Regions from separate parts of the Sus scrofa genome. Here region 1 is linked to region 2. Evidence: chromatin contacts called from public Hi-C data. All regions are on one chromosome and are shown on one strand. The core of a region is the stretch at or near the end of the contact, and the rest is flanking DNA. Distances in the headings are between cores, read along the strand shown.

Region 1 (7,623 bases), core at 1,931-4,430, 310 kb before region 2:
AAAATCCATATGTACTTATAGGGCAACTGCTTAAAATTTGGGACAGGTAGAAACTATAGGATAGTTATTTTAAAGTGTCACAGTGATTCCTCCTAAGTAATTTATACTTAATTCTAGGTTATTCTCAATTCAAAACCAAAGATATCACTTTTTGTTTTATTCCAATGATTAATTTGTCCTATAATTAGTTACCATAGACTGAATCTCAAATTTATATTTCCAAAAGTATCATAAATAGTTGAGGGAAAAGAACAATTTTAACCAACAGACTATCACTTATAAATATGATTAGTACAGTAGGAAACTCTTAAGTAATAGGTTGGATCATTTATGCCACTCAATAAGTTTGGAGCCATGTTTTCCTTAATATAAAACAGAAATTACAGCAACAATCTTTTTTTTTTTTTGTCTTTTTGCTATTTCTTGGGCTGCTCCCGCGGCATATGGAGTTTCCCAGGCTAGGGGTCTAATGGGAGCTGTAGCTGCCAGCCTATGCCAGAGCCACAGCAACTCGGGATCCGAGCCGCGTCTGCAACCTACACCACAGCTCACGGCAACGCCGGATTGTTAACCCACTGAGCAAGGGCAGGGATCGAACCAGCAACCTCATGGTTCCTAGTCGGATTCGTTAACCACTGCGCCACGACGGGAACTCTGACAGCAACAATCTTCATCTGAACCAAGCAACATGAAAAAGATAAAGCTGTTCCAAAAATTTTAATTTTTTTTTGTAGGGCCACACCCACAGCACGTGGAGGATCCAGGCTAGGGGGTGATTCGGAACTATAGCTGCTGGCCTACATCAGAGCCACAGCAATGTCAGATCTGTGACCTACACCACAGCTCATGGCAACACTGGATCCTTAACCTACTGAGCGAGGCCAGGGATCGAACCTGCAACCTCATGGTTCCTAGTTGGATTTGTTTCCACTGCGCCACAATGGAAACTCCCCCAAAATTTAATTTCTAAATCACATGGTTAAGAAAAAGGTACTCTGGCTAGTTATGGCACATGAACTGCCAATTTTCAAAGAATTAAAAAATAATAAAATACATACTGCACATTATACTAACCATTTATTTGATATCACAAATACCTTATAATTTTTTTAGAAACCCAACAGCCTTGATACACCATAGTATTAAAACTTTACAATAAAGAAAGCACCATCTCTAGTCTTTAGAATTCCTAATAGTTCAGATTAATCATTTTCTGCATTCTAAGTACCAACATTTCTTCCTCTAAGTTATAAATACAAAAAAGAAAAAGCTGTGTGTGAAATTTCTTTCTCTCATTCCTTTTTTTCTGTAGGGGAACCTAACATCCTGCCAAGGAAGCTATCAAGGGAAGAGTTTAACTCTGAAATACAAAAGACTTTTAATATCATGGAAAAAAACAGTTTTCCCACAGGCTTTTAGGAAACTGCCACCAGGAGATATCTGGAACATTTCACATTTTCACAACCAGAGGATAAAAGCGTTCAATAAAAATAAAAGTGCCAGAGTTCCCGTCGTGGCGCAGTGGTTAACGAATCTGACTAGGAACCATGAGGTTGCGGGTTCGATCCCTGCCCTTGCTCAGTGGGTTAACGATCCGGCGTTGCCGTGAGCTGTGGTGTAGGTTGCAGACGAGGTTCGGATCCAGTGTTGCTGTGGCTCTGGCGTAGGCTGGTGGCTACAGCTCCGATTCGACCCCTAGCGTGGGAACCTCCATATGCTGCGAGAGAGGCCCAAGAAAATGGCAAAAAGACAAAAAAAAAAAATAAAAGTGCCAATTAATAGAGAACAATATTTGGAGAGTTTTTAGTTACCTTGGAGTTGTATTATCTAAAAGTGCTGTTCTTTCCATCTACTTGTACATATAAACGAGGTAACTATATTATTCCTTAAGATACAGCTTTTAACAAATGAGCTTAACACTTGATGACACTCTAAAATTGTTCCTCATGGGAAAAGTTTTTTAAAGAAATCATTTGCTCATCTTTCACATTCTCTAACTTGAGAGGCAAGGAGGAAAAAACTAGAAACTTTCAGTTTGAAAGTAGAATGTGTGTATGATAGGCAAATGGGATAAATAGTTCTCCCTGTAACACCTTTTAAACTATAGCTACTCTACCAGTGAGCTAAAACATGGCAAATTATGTCCATAACCCCCCACAATGTAAAGTACTGCTTCTGGAGTTCTACAGGACTTTTAAAAAGTCAAAACACACAACAAATGAGAAACAAAACTGATTAACTCCTAGACAGTCCCAGACTTTTTAAGGGTATATATTTTAAAGAAAATGATCTTCCTTTTAACTTTTCTGATAAAATGTTTCAATGACAGATCTAAATACATCAGACATAAAAAGAGCTACTTAATTTCATCAGATATTTAATAGTTAATGCTTACCTCTCTTTCTATGAGATGATGCCAAATCCAAATCAACGTTTCGTCTTCCACTCTAAGTTAAAAATAAATAATAAAATTGTGAAAATTATTTTACAATTAAGAGTTAACTGAATATTGGAATAAAAAATAAACTATATAATTATAGCAATGCGCTATTTATTCACCAGTCATGCCAGGCTAAGAACAAAAAATCTCTAAAAACCCAGTGAAAACAGCTGTAAGAGAGCCCAGGCACAAGACTCTAAGATACTAAAATATAAAGCCAATTAACACTGTAAAACAGTAGAAGTTTTTCTTTGTTGTCACCTTTTCTTCTTTGGAATCTTTGTCTTTTATATTCCAAACACAGTATGATTTTGGCAGCACCTGCAGCATACAAAAGTTCCCAGGCCAGGGACTGAGCATGTGCCACAGCAGTAACCAGAGCTACAGCAGTGACAATGCCAGATCCTTAAGCCACTGAGTCACCAGGGAGTTCATGATCTCTTATTAATATCCTCTGTAGCCAAGTCCTAGATGCCTAAAGCAGCTATAGCAAAGTCCCATTTTCCAAAATAACTACTTGATCTATCCTCACTTTCCATTCTTTTCAACTCTCATTAGCCTTGGCTAAGTATACAGAAGAAGAGAATCTGATACATAGTTCTAAGCCTTCTGGTAGTATTTTAAAATATTTTAAAACGCTTTTAAATAACAGAAGAAATCTCAAACTGGTGAAACTGCAGACAGCTTAATAAAGAGTGAAGGCTTTTAGGAAGAATGGGAGTATATTTCTGTGTGTGTGTGTGTGTGTGTGTGTGTGTGTGTGTGTGTGTGTGTGGTGGGGAGGCACTGTTGAGAACTATCTACTCTCTCATATGTACACCCAGCCATAAACAAACCATGTGACTTAAATTTATGTATAGACTTGACATTATGGTCTTGGCAATTTCAACTGTATTCTATCACATAATAAAAAAGTTTGTGGCAAAGAAGAATGCGTGCAGAAGTAATAAAACAGATCAGTTCAGGAAATCTTTTCCTGCTAACACATACAGACATATGCATGCACACTGTGGATAAATACATTTTGTCTAACACACACGCACGCACGCGCGCGCGCTCGCACACCAGAAATAAGTATGTCCTCAGGCCATTTGATAGACCAAATACCAAAGAGTTGTCACAATAGCTATAAAGATATTACCATTTCATGTATATAACATTTTTATTACACAGGACCTTTTATCTCATGCCTCAGAACGAGAAACATCTAAGTTTCTCCTGAAAACCTGGTTTAGTCTTACCTTTTAGACACTAAATCGTATTAACTCATGCTTTTTCCTATTTGGTGGCCAATCTGTAATACACCACCACAGGATATGTGCAGAGGTGTGGAAATCTTACTCAGGGCTTTATTTTCCTCTCTCAGCTTCTTTTAGACATAATTTATTCACCTAATTTATACTTTTATAAACAGTATTTATTCATGGATGTTAAATCAAATTCTTCATGAAATAGGAGAGTAGGGAAATGTGGGGGATAAATTGGGAGAGCACAGTAAGAAATGCTGATAAAGGAGTTCCTGTCGTGGCGCAGCAGAACTAAATTCGACTAGGATCCATGAGGTTTCGGGTTCAATCCCTGACCTTGCTCAGTGGGTTAAGGATCCGGTGTTGCCGTGAGCTGTGGTGTAGGTTGCAGGATGCGGCTCAGATCTGGTGTTGCTGCAGCTTTGGTGTAGGCCAACAGCTACAGCTCTAATTAGACCCCTAGCCTGGGAACCTCCATATGCCGCGGGTACGGCCCTAAAAAGACAAAGACAAAAGACAGAAAAAAAAAAAGAAAAAAGAAAAAGAAATACTGATGAGAGTGACAACTGTCAATCAGGGTTTAACTGTGTAAATGTTCATTTAGGTTTCTCTGTTTACTAAGACAGAGAATTAAATAGGATATCACATAAAACTCTTTTTTTTTTTTTTTCCCCTTTCCGGCCTCCCCGAAGCACATGGGAATTCCCAAGCCAGGGATCAGACTGGAGCCACAGCTGGGACCTAAACCACAGCTGCAACAAGGCTGGATCCTAACCTATCATGCGGGGCCAGGGATTGAACCTACATCCCAGTGCTCCCAAGACACCACTGATCCCCTTGCACCACAGCAGGAACTCCGATCACATAATACTCTTTATGAAACACAAATTTAGCACTGAACTGATTAACTTCAGTTATTTTAAGAAAACATTTACTAACAATTCAGAGTAAATGAAGTACTAATAGATATCAAAGATAGGAATGGTAATCCTAAATAACCTCAGACAGAAGGGTAACATAGTTCAACTGGAAAAACCCTAAGTACACCCCCACTACTTGCTCCTCTTTGTCTATACCAGGCTCTCTGAAGCTGAAGGTTCAGCCCAGGCTGCCTCATTTACAAGAGAATCTGTTCTCTCTTGTTCTTGGTTTTTTCACCTTTTATGACACTATCATTCTAAATATTCCATAAGGAAAGATGATCAAGAGTCCATCTTTTTCAAAAATGTGTTTATTAATCTTTTTAGAATTCTGTAGAAACTAGACTTGGCAGTTAAATCTAGTTTCAAGCCACCTCCATTTATCTGTCTTCTCATTATGTTTTTAAAACATAACTTTCAACATGTTTTAAAAACCCACCTGAGCAAGTGTAACAGGTAGTTATTCCCCATTGCAAAGATAAGAAGCTGGGGCTCAGAAAGGTTAAGTGTCTTGCCCAAGGGCAAAATCAATAGAACCTACTGTGGAACAAAGAGTGCATATCTGGAAAAGAAAACAAACTGTAATTTTAAATAGAGTGGTCAGGGTAGGCATCACTGAAAAAGTAACATCAGAATGAAGAGCAGAAGTGAGGGAATTTGCCTGCAGACAACAGTATTCCAATCAGAAGAAACAGCCATGTAAAGGCCCTGTGGGGAAGTTATGTGGTGAAGAGGTCAGTGTAGCAGAAGAGTCTACCAAGAAAAAGAGCAGCAGCAGAGGAGATCAGAGAGGAGCGAGGCCAGGATACCTCAAGTCTTAAAAACCCCTGTAGGGACTTAGGCTTCTACTCTGAGGAAAAAGTCATTGGAGGTTTTGAGGAGAGAAGTGACATGTTCTATTACAAAATTACCACAAGGCTGGGGAGACTAGATAATGAGAATGATCAACTTTGAAAAATTAAATGGACAGAGGAATCTCAGTAGACTACAAGACTAGGAATGTGAATTGGGAGCACAGAGATATGAATGGGAACGAATAATAAAAGGCAAAAGAACAAAAAAAATAAATGAAACTTGAAGATACTGTTCACCTATCCTTAGAGGGGGAATCTGTCACGCTTACAAGTTTGTTTTAAAACAACAGCATTATGTTTATGTAGCAATCCATGCTCCTCAAAAATATAAGGTAAAGCAACAGCCAAAATGAAAACCCAGCTATGAACTCCATGTCCAAAGCTATTCAAATAGAAGGAATCTTTTAGACAGTTTTCATTCCGTAATTTATTTTACTCATTACATTATAGCATACCTTACTTCCTACTTGAGAGTTACATATACACACATATATACACATATATATACATATATATATACACACACACACACACATATAAAACAGCATCTCACTTATTTGACGTTTACCTTAAATGCCTGTAGTCCAGGTCCTCAGGCTTTTTTGACACATAACTGAGAGCTACTTAAAGTTGGTAAATAGAGGAGATATAAACAGCTTTGTATTGTACAGCAGAAATTGACAGAACATTGTAAATGAATTATAATAAAATTTTTAAAAAGAAAAACAGATTTGTATTTTAGAAATATTATTCTAGTGAAATGTCAAAGATGGGCATGGGATAAGAGATAGGGCAACCAGTTTGGAGATTTCTGTACTGGTCCAGGCAGAAAAGAAGGAAAGTCTGAAACAGCAGTTACAGGAGGGATGGACAGGACATATCAGAAAGATGTTAAGAGTTGAAATTGTCAAGATTTGTCTAAATAGATTGTGGGGAGTGAGGAGGTTGCAGGGACCTGGAATTAAGAAAAAGTAGAGTCAAGGATGAGCCCAGGTTTCCAGCCTGAGTAATTAAGAATAGCACTTACTTAGATAGGGAATATGAGAGGAGAAGAAGTTTGGGAGTAAGAGAAGTTTATTTTGGATAGGTTAAGATTATGGTCACCTGACATGTACAGGTAGAATGTCCACCAAGGAGTCACATATACATGAATTTGGGAGTTCCTGTCATGGCTCACCCGAAACGAATCTGACTAGTACCCATGAGGATGCAGATTCAATCCCTGGCCTCACTCAGTGGATTAAGATCCAGCATTGCTGTGAGCTGTGGTGTAGGCTAGCAGCCGCAGCTCCAATTTGGACCCTAGCATGGAAACTTCCATATGCCACATGTGCAGCCCTAAAAAGACAAAAAATAATAAAAATTAGATGCATGAATTTGGAGATTAGGAAGACGGCAGAGCTAAAGATAGAAATCTGAGAGTCCTTAACACATAGGTGATGAATATGCAATACAATTACCTCATTTCTCTTAAAAGTTCTTTTAAAAAAGTTTTTTGTCTGAAACAAATGTATATTACTTACTCTAACCAAAGCCTTATGTATCTACACACAAATCCTTCTTTACTGAATCTAGATATACCTACCAGTGCGTAACCTTCTTCATCTGATTCAGGCTGAGACAAATCAGATTCACTCCTCGATTTGATCAGTCTATAATTTGGACTTGCGTGGACTAGTCGGCTCTCTGCAGTAAGACTTTCACTCCTGTCTCACATGCACAAAGAAAAGTTTTTCGATTTGGGACTGTTAGTGAACATAAAATTGAATGCAACTAGCAGCACAGAGATAAAATACACACACAGTGAGGAGTAATTACATCTGTTGATGGAAAAATCCTGATTCTTAGCTAGGTCTAAGCACAAAGTCTGTCTCGATTATATCAGAAAGACTTTCATGTCACTACATTACAGAGATATGCAAATACTGTTATGTGTTTCTCAACTATTCTGTTATTTATATGTATGAAAATCTGTGTCTCCTCATTGAATCTGAAGTTTATACTCCAGGCTGAATTAGTACCACACTTTACATTACTTTAAATTCATCCTCCTCAATTTCTATTTCCTCCTCCATGTCTGTGTTAATTTCAGAACACAATAACTTTGAGAATAAACCATTTCATTAAATAAAGGGAGGAGAAAGATGTTTTAAGTTTCTAGT
Region 2 (7,234 bases), core at 2,096-4,595:
TCCCATGTTGCTGTGGCTGTGGTGTAGGCCAGCGGCTACAGTTCTGATTAGACCCCAAGCCTGGGAACCTCCATATACCGCAGGAGCGGCCCAAGAAATGGCAAAAAGACAAAAAAATAATAATAATAAATAAAATAAAATAAAATGACAATGTCAAATAAAAAAAAAGAAAAAGAAAATGAGTACAGACAATGCCTAGCATTGGCGACTGTTTGGAGAACTCACAAACACTGCTTGTATTCACTGGGACAACTACTTTGGAAAACTGTTGGATAGTTTCTATGGACATACCTAAGAGATATGCATGGAGATGTTTTCCACAATGGCCCACTTTAGAATGAACACAACAGCGCTATTAGTGAGAACTGAAAACTGAAACAACCAAACGGCCATCAATAGGAAAAGAGATAAACTGAGTTCTACCCTACCAATGAAACTATTATCCAAAGACAAGGATAAGTAAACTACTGCTCCCTGCAATGACATGTATGGAACTCACAAACATGATGTCGAATGAAAGAAACCAGGCACAAAAGACTACAGGCTGTGTAATTCCACTTAGGTAAAACAAATCCATGGCGCTACAAGTCAAGATAATGGTTATACCCAGGTGCAGGGTTGTGCCTGGAAGGGGACATAGGGGGTTTCTGGGGGCTGGTAATGCTTTTCTTGACGCTATGTACACTTAGTTTGTATGCAAAGTTTTACATAATAAAAAAAGAGTCTAATATCTACTTATAGGACCAATGAGATAATACATGTAGAATGTTTTTATGTTTAAATGTTTTTAACAGTCCTTGGAGTTCCTTCCCTCCTGCCTACTGTCTTGGAGCCTTATGAGGGCAAGAGTTGTGACATTCTCACATCTGTCCCCTTGTGGTAGCTGGTATACAGCAGGCATTCTGCAAGCATAGGTTGATTTATTTATTTATTTTGCTTTTTAGGGCCGCTCCCACGGCATACAGAGGTTCCCAGGCTAGGGGTCTAATCAGAGCTGTAGCAACTGATAACAACTTGAAGCCCCTTCATAACATCTCTCCCCAAGATGAATTTGCATTTTATCAATTTAGAAGCTAAAGGGGAGACACTCAGGTGGAATTATAGTCACCAAGTAGGACCCAGAGGAGGACCAAGAGGCACAGACACCTTTCCAGCCCTGAAAAAATGAAGCTACATGGCAGAGGGCAGAGCTACAACTTTTGGTCAGAGGCACAGGCCATGGCTCCAGACATTCCGTGGATGAGGCCCATCTTAATGCCTACCTTTCTCTTAGAGGAATCTCTAGAATTCACATTCCTATCCCCAGCCCTAATACTAGGTAACAATTTTGAAGGTTAACAAAGATTTCCTAGATCTTCATAAAAAAAGGGACCTCAAAGAACACCTTGGGGATTTTTAGACCCTGCTCAGGAGCCACCAGCATGAGGAAGAGAAACCAGAGAAGATCCACCTTATCTACACTATATGTTGGGGTTCTGGGTAAGAATTCGTGGGAGGAAGTATTTGAAACCCACTACTATCTGGTCCAACCCACTTGTTTTATAAAAGAAGGAAACTGAGGTCCAGACAGCAGAAGGAACCTGCTAAAAATCACACAGCTAGCCCACTCCAGCCGCTCTTACCCTGGCTTCTGTTACGAGCACCCTCAACTCTCCAGTGCTGGCACCAAGGCTGGGAAGTCAGTGGCCTCCTGAGGGACAACCACAAGCAAGCTTCAAGGACAGAAGGATAATCCCATAAGGGACTTTCCATCATCCTAAGGCTTCTTCTTCATGGGTCCCAGCTCCCTCTGCCAAACTCAGAGATGCTCACCCAGGGCAAGTCTGTGAAATGGGTGTGATTGTCCCCTGATGCCCTACATCAAGAATCATCACATTTGGGCTCTGAGGAGGCTGACAACAGAAGGGAGAGGCACCTAGCATTACAGAGCCTCACCATGCCCTGGAGGCTCTCACCCGCCCCAATCTCTGATGAGGAAACTGGGGCTCAGAGAGGGTCAGCCACCTACCTGGGCTGACATGAGAAAACTGTTCCTGGTGAAGGTCCAGCTCCACTTGGCACCTGCACCTCCTCACCTAGGGAGGCCTTAGGGAGGTGGTCAGGGTCAGTTCAGGTCTTGTTCCTGCCAGTGGGAAACTTGTCCCAGACCAGTACACACCCACCCACATCCACATACCCCTGTACCCCCTGCCCAAGCCTCTCCCAAAGCTGCTGAATGAGGTCGCTTCAGGTGCTAAAAACATATCTTGGGAGATGGGTGTTTTGGGAAAGAACAGGACTCTGGAAGTGACTGTGAAAAAGCCAAGACGCCAGGACCCCTCGGTCACTAGGACTCTCCCAGGAAAACCCTACAGGGAGGCAGTTGAGAAACAGTGTCAGAAACCACAGACCCCAGCTGCCCTGCACTGGATTCTAGAGTACAAGGTACAAGGGCTGTGCTCTATCCACCTTTCCCCAGGGTCCTTCCCACCTGTCAGTGAGGCAGCCAACTAAGTATGTTCTCTTCCAGTGCCCACTCCTAGCCTACCCCCACCTGCCCTGGCCTCTGCTCAACTCTCCTGGCCTCCTCTCCTCCTCCCTAAAGTGAGAAGACTAATTTCCACCTTGCAGAGTTACAGTGAGCATTTAGCCAGACCCACACCTGCCATGAGACATCCACAATGCCTGGCCCAGAGCTGGGTCAACTGTTGACAACCCCCCTCCCCATGCTGGGGTAGAAAGCCCAGCCTGTTGCAGACCTACTGGCTGCCCCATGCCCACCCTGACTCTGCCCCAGGCCAGGCTCCCCACCCCGGGGACCACAGCTTCGTCCTGCCACAGAGAAAGCCTCCTCGCATCACCTCCTCACTCAAGGGGGAGAAGGAAGTATTCGAGAAGGCTGATGTTAAGGAAGACCTGGCCCTCTCCTCCCAGTGCTCTCCCCCCGCGGCAAGGGGTCTTAGCGTGATGGAAGCCAGTCTCCTACAATCCTCCCTAAGCACCTGGCCTCTGCCCGCAGCTCCCACCCGATCCCTCAGGTCAAAGTGCCAGACTTCGGACCGCGCCCTGGGGGAGCAGTCGGGTGCCGGCCAGAACGCCCAAAGCCAAGGCCGGTCATACCCCGGGGGAGCGGCATCAGGGACCCGGCGGCGCACTCAAGGGTAGGAGAACACGCCTCGGAGTAGTTTGCCCCCGCCAGCCCCACTCCCAGCCCCCTCTCCACACGCCCTGTCCCTCCCGTCGAGCCCGCAGACGGACACTACTCACGGCGGTAGTCTGAGCGGCAGGCGGTGGGCACGAGGGGCTCGGCGGGGCGTGCGGCCCTCGGCTCAGATCTGCTCGCTGCGCGCCCGCCCGCGGAGCGTCCGAGGAGCCGAGGGGGCGGGGCGGCCGGCCTGGTCCCAGGCGCCGGCTGGAGGCGCTCCCCGAGGCCCGAGAAGGGACTCGGGGCGCCCCCTGCCGGGAGCCCCCTCCGGCCAGCCCTGGGGTGAGGACCTAGTGTCTTCTGCCGGGTCAGGGTGAGCACCTCAGAGCCCCTGCGGATTCCAGGAGAGGGGGCAAGAGACAGAGTGGCAGGAACCTCAGGGCGTCTTCACTGGATCTGCTGCCCTTACAGCCTGTGTGTCTTTGGGCAAGTCACATAGCCAGGCATGATCGCTCAGAAAGTGGTATTTCCGGGAGTTCCCATTGTGCTTCAGCGGTTAAGGAACCCTACTAGCACCCATGAGGACGCAGGTTCGATCCCTGGCCTCACTCAGTGGGTTAAGGATCCAGCGTTGCTGTGGCTGTGGTGTAGGCCGGCAGCTGCAGCTCCAATTTGACCCCTAGCCTGGGAACCTCCAAATGCTGCGGGTGTGGCCCTAAAAAGACGAAAAAGACAAAAAAAAAAAAAAAAAAAAGGAGAGAGTGGTATTTCCTTGTCTCCTGTTATCCCGTTATCACACAGGCGCCCCAAGAGGAAGTCCCACCAGGGAATAGGCCCCTTGCAACGACAACGCACAGATTCTGACACACAGATTCCTCTGGAAAACTAATCATCCACGTTTCACAGTGGGGTGGGGGGAGACTCACCTCATCACCCCACCCCATCCACTCACACCCCCTGCAACACACCATTTGGGAGCAGCCTGACCTCTATGCCCCCAGTCCTGCCCAGCGCGTTGGTGAGTGAAGCTTCACATCGCCCTCAAGTCTTCCCTAATAAAAGATTGGAAAGTGGAGTCCTCTTCCCTTCTTCCTTCTGTCCAAAATCCCAGGAGGAAAAAGGAATGAGAGTGGAAGGGGTGGTAAGAGGAAGGAAGTGGAAACAGAATTTAATCCAGGTCTTCTTATTTCAAGACAAGAGGCTGTTTAGGGACAAGAGGCTGTTTAGGGGAAGATGAAGATCCCTTCCCCGAGCCTCCATCCCTAAGTCATCTGGGGGATCCTCAAAAAAGTGTTAGAGTAAATATGGTTAGACTCAGAGTCCTACATTTGGTTCAAAGCGCTGCCATGCGATTTCAGATGGCTGTAATCTTGGGCATGGCACCTGAACTCAATCTTTATCAGTAACATAAGCAACCACCCATTCTAACAGCATCTAATGGAGCTTTATGGGGCTGAAATGAGACAGACTGTGTAAGATGCACCTGGAGGACCCTCACCTTGGTGGGCAACCTCCCATTCCCCACTTGAGCCTTTCTGGACACTGGGGTATTGACAAGTATAGATGAACCAGCCCTCCCACCCCCAGCTGACCCATACCGCAGCACCTTTGACACGCTATAGAAAGATCCCAGTGCTTCCTCGTTTATCAGCTTGACAATAATATTCCAGGACAGTGCAGGCTCTGAGCGACCTCCCCCAGGAGCATCAGTCTACCTTGAATAGAGTAATATCCAAGACCAGATGTGGCTTTCCAAGTCAGTGTGCACAGGACAACCACTGGTGAGACTTCACCAGCATGAAGATGCCCTTCATCCTCAGACCACCCTCAAAACACCTCCTCCCCCTTTTCCAATTATCTATTGCTGTGTAACAAACTGCCCCAGCCTTGGTGACATGAAACAGTCTTGTCAGGCTCGTGCATGGAGGGTCAGGAATGTAGACAGTGCATGGTACATAAGGCTTACCTCTGCTCCACAATGTCTGGGACCTCACTCAGGAAGACTTGAGTGGGTGGGAGTGACTTGAATGGCTGGGGATTGAAATCATGTGGAGGCCTCTTCATTCACACAGCCAGTGCCTGGGCTGTGATGATCCCTGACCTCCGTGTCGCTGACCTACCTACTTGGGGTCCTAGTTCTGCCTCCTTGGTCTACATGCTGACTCCATCTCAGCTGAGCCCAGATCCTAACCCAGTTCTCAGCAGCTGCATCCAGGAAAACAAAGGCACAGGAGCCAAGTCTAGCCATCTGTAGTGGCCTCTGCCCCTAAACAGGACTGGCCCTGCTCCTTCCTCTCCAGAACCAGGAACCCTCAGCTCTTTCCTTTCAGGAGATTTTCTGGCCTCTCAGTTTTGGCTTCTATTACTCCATCATATAATATTTTCATCCTTCTACCCAGATCAAACCAACATTTATAGACAATCTATCATGAGCAAGACACTGCACTAAGGGTTTTCCTGTCACCTCATTTAATCTCCAAGTGAAATGCCTTTTATAAACCAATACTATTATTACTGTCATTATTCTATAGATGGGGAAACAGACTCAAAGAGTATAGTGGACACGTACATTTGTTTTGGCTGTGCAATTTCCAATGCCTTCCTATTTGCAAGGAAATAACTGTGGTGGCAGCAGTAGGGCATAAGTGGATGTGATGCACCATCTCCCACCACCAAGGCTGAAGAGAGAAAACCCTCCTTCCCCAACCCCTTCCTCCTTCCCCAGTATCCATGAAACCACTAACTTGGCCAATCAGGTACTTCTGCTCAGCACTTTGAGTCCCGAGCAAGTAATGCTAAGCTGTTCACCGTGGGCATTGGAAGCAGTGGAGGCATCCTGGGCAGATTGTTCCAGCCTCTAGAGCCTTGGGTTCCTGCTACTGCAGCCTCCCATCAATTCTGAGTCCCTCTAGCCTTCCAGTAAGTTCCTGTGTGCTGAGTTGGCAAAACTCGATGGATACTGATAGACAGGAATGTGCTCAATGCTGAAGGGCCAGGAACCAAGCAAACACATCTCCTTTCACATCCAGTTTTCCACTTTGTCACAGAGCTTCCAACACAGGAGAGAGGTGGGTGGAATTCCTGGGATGATGGTGAAGAGAAGCCGAAGGATGACAGCAGGCAATAGGACAGCAACCAGTCCAGATTGGAGCAGGGGAATCCACCAGGGAACAGAGGGCTCCAGGAGTGATGTTGCCACGAAAAAAGCAAAACCTCAGGCAATGTGTTTAACCTACTGAGTGGTGTTCTTTGAGAAGAAAGTTTAGGGATAGATTTATTATAGGTAGATAGAAAAATTAAGTGAATAAGTGACAAAGTGATTATTAATCCTAGAAAAATGTAAAACTGCATATAAGGAAATGTTCATTACAATACACTATAGCTCAGATTTGAGCTGTGAATAATATGTACATGTCATAATAATGGGAATAAATTTTTTGCAGTTTTTTTTAATTTATTTTATTGAAGTATAGTTTCTTTACAATGTTGTATTAATTTCTTCTGCACAGTTAAGTGACTCAGTATACATATATATACATACTTTTTAATAATTTTTTCCATTATGGTTTATCATAGGATATTGAATATAGTTCCCTGTGCTATACAGTAGGACCCTGTTGTTTATCCATTCTGTTCATCATAGTTTGCATTTGCTAACCTCAAACTCCCAGTCTAGCCATCCCTGCCCCACCTCCCCCTTGGCAACCACAAGTCTTTCTCTATGTCTGTGAGTCTGTTTCTATTTTGTAATTAACTTAATTTGAGTTATATTTTAGGATCCACATATAAGTACTATCACATAGTATTTGTCTTTCTCTTTCTGAATTCACTTAGTATAAGAATTTCTAGTTGCATCCATGTTGCTGCAAATGGCATCATTTCATTCACTTTTATGGCTGAGCAGCATTCCATTGTATGTGTACATTCCATTATATATAAACGTGTGTGTAAACATGTATATATATAACATACACACACATGCCACATCTTCTTAATCCATTTGTCTGTTGATGGACACTTAGGTTGCTTCCGTGTCTTGGCTGTTGTGAATAGTGCTGCTATTAACACAGGAGTATATGTATCTTTTTGAATTATGGGTTTGTCTGGATA

The links. Hi-C and Micro-C count contacts between places; a contact is called where the count stands out from the background.
Region 1: a Hi-C map of skeletal muscle shows a contact between it and region 2, with 3 times the contacts expected there. The contact joins the enhancer-like site here to the promoter of DAPK2 in region 2. A contact is called at or near these places in 1 of 5 promoter capture datasets (liver), 3 of 47 Hi-C or Micro-C datasets (embryonic fibroblasts, heart right ventricle and skeletal muscle) and 1 of 2 datasets of contacts at active chromatin or transcription factors (skeletal muscle).

What each region holds. Positions count from the first base shown.
Region 1 is chr1:108,302,993-108,310,615 of Sscrofa11.1, reverse strand. It overlaps HERC1 (probable E3 ubiquitin-protein ligase HERC1), which reads right to left. Exons shown (of 78, transcript XM_021094078.1): 24 at 7,047-7,167; 25 at 2,396-2,447. Among named protein-coding and RNA genes, the nearest start is that of HERC1, 100 kb to the right of the region's middle. Within about 2 kb of position 3,180, at least 2 of the 83 cell types and tissues checked have an H3K27ac peak or open chromatin away from gene starts, as enhancers often do. A contact at or near this core is called in skeletal muscle, where this site is marked.
Region 2 is chr1:107,993,416-108,000,649 of Sscrofa11.1, reverse strand. DAPK2 (death-associated protein kinase 2) reads right to left here and starts at 3,345. Exons shown (of 12, transcript NM_001243563.1): 1 at 3,247-3,345.